Regions from separate parts of the Gossypium hirsutum genome. Here region 1 is linked to region 2. Evidence: chromatin contacts called from public Hi-C data. All regions are on one chromosome and are shown on one strand. Each heading gives the region's core, a stretch centred on a gene start, on an enhancer-like site or on the middle of the called end of the contact. The rest is flanking DNA. Distances are from core to core; before and after follow the strand shown. Region 1 overlaps LOC107898994 (a long non-coding RNA gene). Region 2 holds the start of LOC107898999.

Evidence for each region. Hi-C and Micro-C count contacts between places; a contact is called where the count stands out from the background.
Region 1: a Hi-C map of leaf shows a contact between it and region 2, with 1.7 times the contacts expected there. The contact joins the enhancer-like site here to the promoter of LOC107898999 in region 2. A contact is called at or near these places in 4 of 34 Hi-C or Micro-C datasets (all in leaf).

What each region holds. Positions count from the first base shown.
Region 1 is chrD04:50,875,019-50,880,879 of Gossypium_hirsutum_v2.1, forward strand. LOC107898994 (a long non-coding RNA gene) reads left to right here. Exons shown (of 4, transcript XR_005911919.1): 4 at 2,521-3,031. Among protein-coding and RNA genes, the nearest start is that of LOC107898994, 6.8 kb to the left of the region's middle. Within about 2 kb of position 2,828, at least 3 of the 9 cell types and tissues checked have an H3K27ac peak or open chromatin away from gene starts, as enhancers often do. A contact at or near this core is called in leaf, where this site is marked.
Region 2 is chrD04:50,781,363-50,786,725 of Gossypium_hirsutum_v2.1, forward strand. LOC107898999 reads left to right here and starts at 2,876. Exons shown (of 4, transcript XM_016824584.2): 1 at 2,876-3,657; 2 at 4,009-4,249; 3 at 4,911-5,028; 4 at 5,121-5,363. The coding sequence starts at 3,086. The coding sequence ends at 5,218.

The DNA of each region.
Region 1 (5,861 bases), core at 1,578-4,077, 94 kb after region 2:
CTATAATTTTTTTTTTATTTTTTTCGTATTTTTATATCTGATTCTGACACGAAAAAAAAAGAAAAAAAAATTTTACTGTTCACTGGGTGCCGGCCATTGACAGGCCAACACCCAAAAAATTTTTTTTTATTTTTTTCATATTTTTATATCTGATTCTAACACGAAAAAAAAATTTTACTGTTCACTGGGTGCTGGCCATTGACAGACCAGCACCCACAAAAAATTTTTTAAATTTTTTTTCGTATTTTTATATCTGACTCTGATACGAAAAAAAAATTTACTGTTTACTGGGTGCCGGCCATTGACAGGCCAGCACCCAAAAATTTTTTTTCTTTTTTTTTTCTTTTTCGTATATTAGTATTATACAATTTTTTAAAAAAAATACATGGGTTCCGGCCATTGACAGGCCAAAACCTAAAAAAATAATTTTTTTAAGTCTGACACAATGATTAGGCAATCATTGGTGCAAAAAAAGAGTGGGTACTGTTCATTGTAGGTTATTTTGGTAATTGTTTTTAAACTTAGGTTATTTTTGTAAATATAATATTTTTTTGGGCTATTTAGTTAAAAAAGCCTATACTCGTATATTCAATACTCAAAAGCTCATTATTAATTATTCATCTTCTATTTTATTATCTTTTCTTTGGAAGTGGAAATTGGAATGCCTTAAAGTAGAGGCGGAAATTATGGCTACGAACTCCATGGAAGCCAATTTTAAAGAAATTCCCAATGAAGGAGAAGGCAACACCAAATATTTGAAAGAATGTGCAAGTGACAACTTTTTTGAGGAGCTAGACATTGAAGGCCCAAAAATGGATGTTTCGGATAAAAAGCATGTCTCCAACAAGGTTCACAAGCTTTATTTTATCAAGTTTTGACCCTATAAAGATCCAGAGGGAAATTCTAAAATTGAAAAAGCCGAAAATTTTATTCAGAAAATGGATAGAGAAATAATCCCAATCCGTAAGAGTTACTGCACAAAATGGGCACAATTAGATCATCCTTATTTCGAACTGAGCCGCCTAAGACGTCAAAAGTCGGACCTGGAGGTTGCAATGAGATGGAACCAAGGACTATTGAATTGTCTCGAAGAAGCATTGGACGAGCTGCATTTTCATAACAATTCATATAAAAAAGGTTCAACCTCTCCTAATTTTCATGTCACTCTGCAACATCGGGTACTGCATGGAAACAATATCAACTTGGCAACAGAGAGGGAACTTTTAAAAGAGATGTCTACAACTCGAAATCAATTACCCGTCGATTATGATATTAAGCATGATTCAACTCATTTCAAGCAAAGCCTTAATGAATTTATTCAGTTGTTTTACGAAGAAAGACAAAGTGAAAGTAGATACAAGAATTTCCACAAAGAGCTGAAATGTATAGAAGAGAAAACTATTGTTATTGCTTGTCTAAAGGGGAGGATATGGAACCCTTGGGCTTCATTAGCCACCATAAAAAAATATATCACTATAATAAAAGAGCTATCAGAAGAAATAGAAAAAGAAAATAGAGAAATAATAAGTGAGATTGAGGAAGCAAAGATGAATAAAGAGACGGAGAGCATCAGAAAAAAGCTATTGAAGCTGGAACATCAACTTAGGGATATGCGTCTCGAAAGGGAAGAAGTACATAAATGCCTTCTTAACCTCACACAATGCCACCAAGAAGCGGTATTGTACCCTTTTAATTACTAAAATATTATTTTATTTTTATCGAAATTTGTTAGGATAATTACCATCACCGACCCAAAAATCCGAATGGGTTTGGGCTGGATTCTATTGAGCTCGCAAAAGGAACTCGCAGATCGAGCTTACTCTCCTGCGAAGTTACACCTGCATGAGACCGTATAAACATACGTTAGGTCTAGAGTAGGATACGTGTCTGTATATATGAAATCTACCTAGTGTGTCATATCAATGAACAGAACACATATCATATAAATATTCTGACACCACCATCATAAGAGGACAAATAGAAAAGACTCAGCACTCATATCTATTTATTTAAAACCAAAACATGCCGATTGAGCCTTAGCATGGACATCGTTACCAATACAGGAGGACGTAAGTTCAAGTGCGCTGAAGTATATTATCCTCAATCAATTAATCAATACTTTAAAAACCTCCCATAGTTACCAAGGTCACTTATCAACATTAATATACCATGAAATTACAACAACAAAATCCACTGTGAAATCAAAAAATTATATTAAATATTTATAATTATTTTATACTAAAATTAAAGGGGAGTTTATTAGATTGGTAAAATTAAGGTTTTGAAAAATATGATAGCTTGTGTTTAAATCTCACGGTATGTTAATTTAAAATTTTTTTTATAGATTCTATATAAAGAGAGAGATTTTAGTCATTTTTCAATTAAATTGATGTTTGTATATGTGTGAAATTTAATTTAATATACAGTATGATATATGAATATTGATTTTGCATATTGTATACATGAACTCTTACTTTTACTTTAGTTTTAACGAAGCGATTTTTTTTATACAATATTTAGGTTGGGAGATGTGAGTTATATGGCTTGAGCTTGTGTTAACCAAGTGTGTGAGAAGAGTTTTTAACCGCCGCCCTATATAAGTCAAGATAAAATGAATAATATATTTATTGAAGATGGAAATAATATAATTTAAATTGAAGTATAAAAAAAAGGATTTTTTAAATTTTATAAAGAAAATATTTATTTAAATCCAATACAACATTTGAAAACGAAGGCTGAATCACATGCATTGGATCCGTTGGGGCCCAAAGGAAGGGAAGGGCAGCCCATGCCGATGGCAATGGTTAAAAAGTATAGGTAGCTTTTGCACGCCGACAGGTAGGGGAAAAGATCTATGTAGCCTCACGCCTGCCGCAGTTGCTGCCTTTTCGCTCCTCCCTAGAAACGACCAAACATTATTATATTTCTTTTTCCGTGCATTTGTTTAATAAAATTTGATGGTATCAAGTTGTTTGTGAAATTTTAATTTAGACCAAAATTAATGCATATAATTGTATAATATTAAATTTCACTTTTATATCGTGTTGTTCTATTTCAGAAAAGGTGTTGCTCAACTAGAAAGTAAAATGAACAAATTCTCAGTCCTTGAACGAAAAGCTTAATGTGAAAGAATGGTATTATTAATTATGTGTACCTTGTGTCCTGTTATTCTTAGTTAAATCCAGTAGGTTTTCTCTAAAATTATTTTAATTTAGTTTTGAATATATTCTGGCTTTGTAAGATTTGATTATAATTATAATTTATTTAAAAATATATAATTTGTAATCTTTTTTTTAATAAAATCCTCAATCAACATTATTTTAAAAAAAATTTTAATCATTGCAACGTTTTCTTTCTTTGTAGTCCTAAACTTGCAAGGTTTTAGAAATGCGGTAGTATAGGGACTTAGAATGATATAATTGGAGAATACAAATTAAATGTACAATTGTATGTATAGTACAAGATTAGAAATTGAATTTAACTAAACGAATTTGACTCTAAAATTTCTAAAGTCAAAAAGTATAGGAACTAAAATTGACCAATTTGAAAAGTACAAAAACTAAAATTTTTCAAATTAAAAGTATAATGATTAAATCCGTAACTTTTGCCAAGTACATAGACTAATAGCATAATTTAACGTTATTATCAATAGAAAATTTTAACATTAGTTACCTCAATTTTTAATTTATTACAGGTGAGTTTTTTTTATTATCAATTATTATTTGTATATTATTTTCATATTTCCATAGTTAATTTTTATTTCACTATAGTTTAATAATTTTTTTATTTATATTTATAATTAAAGGTAAATTAGTAAAATGTGTTTTTTGGTAATGTTACGGTTCATCAATCAAACAATAAAATCTTACGGTCCAACTAAATGAACCAAATAAGATAATCTAATATATTCGGTAATGAACTAAGCAATCTTAAATTCCAGTAATCATATTACAAACTATCTTAATACCACCTTTCTTCCTTAATTAATGTTACATTCTCATGATAATATTAGAATATTGACAATTCCACCCCTTATTTTAATGACTTTTTTTTGGTGAATTATAAAAGGAGGGTAAAGCCCTAACAGTAACGCGACTTGAACCCAGATTACACTTGAGGTGGTAAACACCCTAACTATCAAGTCAACACATGTATGTATCATTTTAATGACTTTGATTCATTTTATTTAAACAAAAATCAAATAATAATAAAAACTAATGAATTAAAGTTATTGATTATTTAATATATTTTTCAAGTAACATTTAAATCATATTTATCATTATAAGTATAAATTATGGAGAATTAATATTTTGACTATTTCATTCTGTCCAAAAAGTTACATTCATTATCACTTTATCACTGTTTATTTATTTATTTATTTATTTATTTATAATTTTGATCAAATTTACGCTTAAATAATAATAATAATAATAATAAAGATTCCTTGTCACTTTTATCAAAAGAGAACTCCTCGCTCTTCTCCCATTTCAGTTTATTAATTTGAAAAAGGAGATAAGAGATTCAATTTACTAAAGAATTAATTTATGAGCAAAATAAAATACCATAAAGTAAACCATTTTGTAGTAAATAAATAAAAATCCTAGAGGCAATTTAGTAAAATGTGTTTCATAAAAAATGTGGTAAAATGTGCTTTAAATAATGTTACATTCCATTAATCAAATAATTAATTTTATATTCCATTCAAATGAATCAAACAAAATAATGTAGCATAATCGGTCCTATACTAAGTAAGCTTGCATTTTGATCAAAATTATTATTCGATAAACTGGTGGTGGAAAGAAAATTACACAAATAGGGCTAAAATAATAACATTTATCTCCTAAATATATTTAAATTTTAAAAATAAATAAATTAGACAATGGTATCATCTTAACCAGCAATTAATTCTATTATAAAATTTAATAGACTTAGACTCTGTTTGTTTCACTGAAAATAGCTTTCGGAAAATGATTTACTTTTTTAGAAAAACTAATATTTTATGTTGTTTGAATGAATCTATGTAAAATAATTTTTATTGTTTGTCAGGTCTCCTGAAAATATTTCATAGAAGTTGTTTTCCATGAAACAAACATAAATTTGGGATTTATGATAAGTAGTGAACTGATTACAAAGTGATGTTAAGTGAAATTATAGTAAATAAAGAATCTTCATGATGTTAAGGACTAAGTTGTAAATTTTGTGAAATTTATAATTGAAACAAGAGAAGTGATATGTATGAGAATTTGTTATGTGAAATAAGATATTGTAATGAATTACTTGATTAAAGTGCTTATATGGTGAAAAATAAATTAAATGGTAATAGGGACTAAATTGAAAAATATACAAAACTTAAAGTGTGAAAGAATTTAATATGTGAATAACGAAATTACGATAAAAGTTTAATGAATGTGTTATGAGATGATAAAATATGTATAAAGTATTGTAAAAGTGAAATTAAGGTTCGAGCCGCTTCTTTTGCGGTTTTACGTATTCTTTAATTGAACTTTTAGACTTGCATATACCAATTAAGTTAGATTCAGTGCATTGAGGTTTTAAGAATGAGCCTGTTGGTTCAATGGTTAAGCATTTCCTTGTGTCAGTGGTCTTGTGTTGGAATCCCTGCGTGTGCATTAGGGAATATAATTTTTGCACTCCTCCATAATACTGATTTTAGGAATTTAAATGATCTTATGTTAACTTCTTTCCTTCCTCCTCCTTTTTTTTTCCCTCTTCTTTTCCTTTCTTTTTCCTTTTTGGCAATTGTTTTTGAATTTTCTTCGTATAACATTCTGTTGAGTTAATCGTTGAGTCGTATCACTTTATTGGTTGTTTCGGTGGTTAAAGGTAAGACTTTATCTCAG
Region 2 (5,363 bases), core at 1,626-4,125:
CCTTCTCGACTCCCTCAAGCAAAATTTGACTAATCTACTCATCTTTTACCAAGCAACAATTTGCATGAAATTCAAAGAATGCTCAATTATCTTTAGCAAACTTGGAGATATTAATTAGATTTTTAGGCATATGTAGAACATGGAGGAGATCATTAAGTTGAAAAATTTTAGTGGAAGAGACTAATAAAGCATGCTAATATGATTTATATATAATTGACTACTATTATCAATAGTGACCATACCAATTCCTATGTATTCTTTACTAGGCACAAGATGCTTTCAGTCATTTGTAATATGATGAGTAGCACAAGAATCAACAAACTAAAAATTAGAAGAAATTTTTAGGTCTAACATAAAAGCATTTACTTCGTGTGTTGGTGAGTAGAGAAATTGTCCCTTCAATATTGGGGGCACTTGGAGAGGATGTATTGGAAGAAGTATCACCATTCACAACAAATTTATATAAGGATGAACTATAAAAAAAATTTGTTGAAAAGTAACCTAACTTTCATAAGGAGTAAAAGGACACATGTTGACAAAAGAACGCTCAAGGCAAGGCAATGAAAGCTTGTAGCTAGTTGTTGTGACACCAGGAAAAGACTAAATCATAGCGATGAAAACAATGATCAACAAGATGCCCAATATTGCTATATAATTGGCACTACATTTACAAAATTGCCTTAAAGTAAAACCAACAATATAATTGCTCGATCCTGAAGCATTAACATTCTTTGACTTAGACACATGGAGATGTGTTGCATTTGCATTGATAGGTAAATGAATGGCATTCTACTGCATCAATTTTGCATCAAGAAGCACCGCTACCACGCTATCAAGAAAGAATGACTCATGGTTGACAATTATAACCACCATAAAGGGTTCATACTCTATCGATAACCTATCAAAGTCATAACTATATGCTCCACCTCTAGAAATCTAATTACCACAAGCTGCCAAAGTGTTGTATACCTATTTGATTTGTGAGATGTGCTTTATCATGTTCAAATCACCATTTATAAGGCACGCAACTTGTAATGCAAGTGCATTACTTTTGTAATGGAATGAGTAACAAACAGTTTTATCAGAGTGCTCTATATAGCTGAGGAGGTTTCTGATCCAACTAATTGAGGTTTTATGTGAGGACTCACCATTGAAAGCAACCCTGAAGCTAATGCACAATCTTGTTGAACATACACGACATGAACTTTGTTTTTCACTTATTGATCGGAAATGTTGACCATCATTTTTTAGGGCACCACCATAGGTCCATCAAAAAGCTTCCTTGAGCGATGGCTTTTAATTATCAACAAGGTTTGTTGTTTCCAAAGAAGAAAGTTCTTCTCATCTAACATAACATTCACCTTTTTTATTAGTGAATATTTAAGCAAGTCTGAACATTGCATCAATCCCATTGTAGCCATTTGTTCTGTCACTAGAGTAATAGATTCCATCATCCTCGTTTGAAAGAGAGAAGGCCGATGACCAAAAAAGCTCTGATACCATGTTAAAGTTTTTACTTGAAACTAGAAAAGAAAGAGAAGAAATACAAAGAATTGAAACAAGAACCAATAAGAAGAAGACAAGAGAATAAAAAACCTCTACTTTTAAGAAATTGTCGAAAATTACTAATTACATCATTGACTGTGTCTATTTACAATCAAAGGGTAATATTGTAACGGACTAAACTAATTAGTTAACTAATACAACTAATTAGTAACCATTTAACAATTTCTCAATAAACTGGTAACCAATAACAACATGTGATGTAATAAGCTACAACAATTACGTTAGTTGCTTGGAGGTAAAGAAATAGTTGTTTCCTTATTTCCAAATAACTTAAGTTTTTTTTTGATACAATACCTAATTGTCCATAACCTCTATCTAACCCTTAAATAGAAGGATAAATATAGTTGAGCGTGCTTGAACCTACATTCTTCTGCATTGACAATAATATTGATATCAATCGAGATAACACTTATTCGACCCAAATAACTTAAGTTTATATATAAGATATTATGCTTTGTATATATTATTACTTAAGAAGTAATAAAATTTACTCATTTGTTAGCTTTTCTTTTTCCTACAAAATTCAAATCTTCTTTTTATACTGTGGCAACAACTCAAATCTTTAAAATTTTTGATATTGTTTTCTTTTACAGTACCTCAACTTAGGTTTCGTTTATCACTGGGATTTAAAAGTATTTTTCAACTTCAAACCATGATTTTAAATCAAAAGAAATAGTAGATAACTAAACCATGTTAAATTAAACTTTTAACCCAAATCAAAAAGTTAAAATTTTGAGGTTTTGGATAAAATTACTTTCTATTATATCTAAAATAAACTATTTTATCCATTTAAAATTACTCTTGGAAAGGAATGAACATTATCAAAATTTTGAAGTTGATGTCATTAGGCGCTGACAAAGGAAAGAACATTGATGATGAACTCAACGCTTCAAAGTTGACCAAAACAATCTTTTCAGCCTCCTCCTGACTGCTAACTATTTTTGTATATAATTAGACTTTGACATGCCCAACTTTTGCTGACATGATTAAAGCCTTAACGGGAAGAGACCATAAAAAACAAACAAAATCTGATTAAATTCTACTTTACCGTTGGAGAAAAATGGAGCAGGGGTTTAAAATTTAGAAATTAAGGACAGTTTTTTTATTAGTTTTATAAAAATTAAAAAAAAAATGGACACGCCTTGAGTTGAGTATTCCTAAGAGAAAACGATTCCAAGAAAAAGAGTCGAATAAAAATTCCTTCGGTTTGGTGGTGATTGGTGTGGGGTCCAGAAGCTGACGTCAGCATGCCTCTCAGCACGGTCAGAGACCACTCGCCTTGAATCCCTAAATCTCCCTGATTTATCCACGTGCCATCATTTTCTCTCCCGCGTCGTACATCTATCCGTTAACCCTAAACTCTCTCCCCCTCTCTCTCTCTCTCTCTCTCCTCCCTGTAACTCTTCTCCTCGAAGAAGAAGAGAAAGAGAAGGAAAAGAAAAAGCTTAGATAGATATTCAAAAGAAAGGAGGAAAAACTGTTATAAACAAGGGTAGGAAGGAAAGTCAACATTTGTAAAATGGGGAAACTTCTCTGCGATCCAACCGCCGTTGCGGAGACATTTCAAACGTCTTCTCCGACGGTCACTTGGAGGGAGCCTAACGCCGCCACTCTTGAAGCCGTTGATCTAGTTGACCAGACCCTCACGGCGGCAGCCGGCACTACCTGGGACGACGTGATTGGCCTAGAGGACCAACAGAGACGGCATCTCTCGAAGCTTCACGCTAAGGGGGTCCTTTGGAAGCACCCTAGCGAGCACGGGTCCTCGGTGGTGTTCAGGCTGTCGCATGGAGGCGATGTGTCCACGGACGGGAACTGTCTGTTCACAGCCTCGCAAAAGGCCATGGCGCGTGAGGTCGACGCGCGTGATTTGAGGAAGCGGACGGTGAAGCGGTTCTTGGAGGATCTTGGATCTGCTAAAGAAGAAGAGAGGCAGATGATAAATGAGGTGATTAAGAATATGTACTCTCCAGATCTGAGAAACGGGTGGGGGGTTCATGTGGTTCAAGAAGTTAAGTTGTTAGCCAAAAAGGATGAGCGCGTTGCCTTGGACTCTGCCATTGAAGAGCTCGTTCAGCTCGGAATGCAAAGGTGTTTTTTTTTTCTTTTCTAATCTTGGATCTATTTGTCTGATTCTAGTTTCTGGTTGAGATCTATTTACATTTTTTTCCCAAGAAAAATGTAGGAAAAGTTAGAACGAGATTTTTTTTTATTTTTTAAATTTAATCTTTTCATAGTGAAAGTTTAATGTTGATCATAGGCTAGGCGATTTATGTTAATATATATTATTTATATCTGTCTATGAACGAAAAAGCAAAAAAAAAAAAAATCTCATAACTAGCTGCAGTTTATATTTTACCAGTGCTAAATTTACCTTGGAAATGTTTATTTGAAATTATTTTATCAATGCTTTGTTTGATATGTTTTCTTGTCTGATTGAAGAGAATTGGTAGCCGAATCTATTTACAAAGAGAGATGTATTCCTGTGAATGATGGCTCGAGCTGGGCCAAATACATGTCGATATCTGGTTCACCTGATGATGAATATGATATCGTCACTTTGCAATATACTGAGGAGGGTTTATTATCTGTAGATGAGAATAGAGAAGGTCGTGCTGCTGCATTCGGGGATGACATTGCCATCGAATGTCTTGCAACAGAGTTCAATCGAGAGATATATGTAGTAAGTTTGAAGCTTGGTTTATACAAGTATATGGTTGTTTGGATTTTTCTGATTTGCTACTTTTAGGATGTGCTTGGTTGGGTGGAAAAGTGGAAGCATGGGAAGAAAGAAAGGAAAAGTGGGAAGAAAATAAAGTTGGATTGTGCTTGGTTGGGAAGAAAAATGAGAGGAAAGAAAATAAGAAAGATGACCATTTTCCATCCTAATTCATAAAAATCAATCATATTTGGAATGGTGAGAGGAGAGAAAATGAGAGAGATTGTATGTTAGGTCAAAATTATGCATTTTTCAAATGCTTTATTTTCTTTCCTTCCATTTTTTGCTTCTACCAAACAATGGATGGAAATTTTTTTTTTTCCATTTTTCATCTATCCCACCAAGCACACCTATGGAAAGAAAAATTATGTTTTTCATCCTAGTTTTCTATCTCTTCAATTTTCCGTCCTTTCAATTTTTTTCCACTCTACCAAGCAGAGCCTTAATGTCTTCAAAGCATTATATTGTTTGGTTGGTACTTTCATAGCCTTTTGTATCATCACATTGGCTGTGTGTTGCATTTAATGCAGCAGTGTCCTATGAATTTTGAGACTAAGATGCTAATGGGGTATCAACTCTCAGTTTAGATTGAAGCTCATTCATTATATCAACTCATTCATTACAGGTGCAAGCACATGGATCAGATGCTATGGTTGACGAAGACAATTGTGTTTTCTTCCTTCCGCATTGTCCAAGGAGTGAAATATGCGAACCTCCCTTCTTTTTGTTTATGAAAGGAACAGGTATTGGATTTTTTCTTACTTGCTTGCCAAATGAAAGACTTTTTCTCATCAGCTTGCAAGTTTGTGTTCCTAAATTTTGCCTAATGTGTCAGGTTGGTGTGGTGCTGGCGCTGATCATTACGAACCATTAATTGCCCATGCTTCTTCACTTGTTTCCTCCGAGAAGGTTGCTCTCATACTGGGGCAATGAGTTGAGTCCTACAGTTTTGCGGCGGCGTAGAGATTTAAAGTAGAAGTAGTTCATTATTTTCCCCATTATTCGGCGTGCAATGTAATGTAGTTCTCGCAATCCTTTTGTAGGGGAATTTCATTGCATTGCATTGCGCACAGCATAG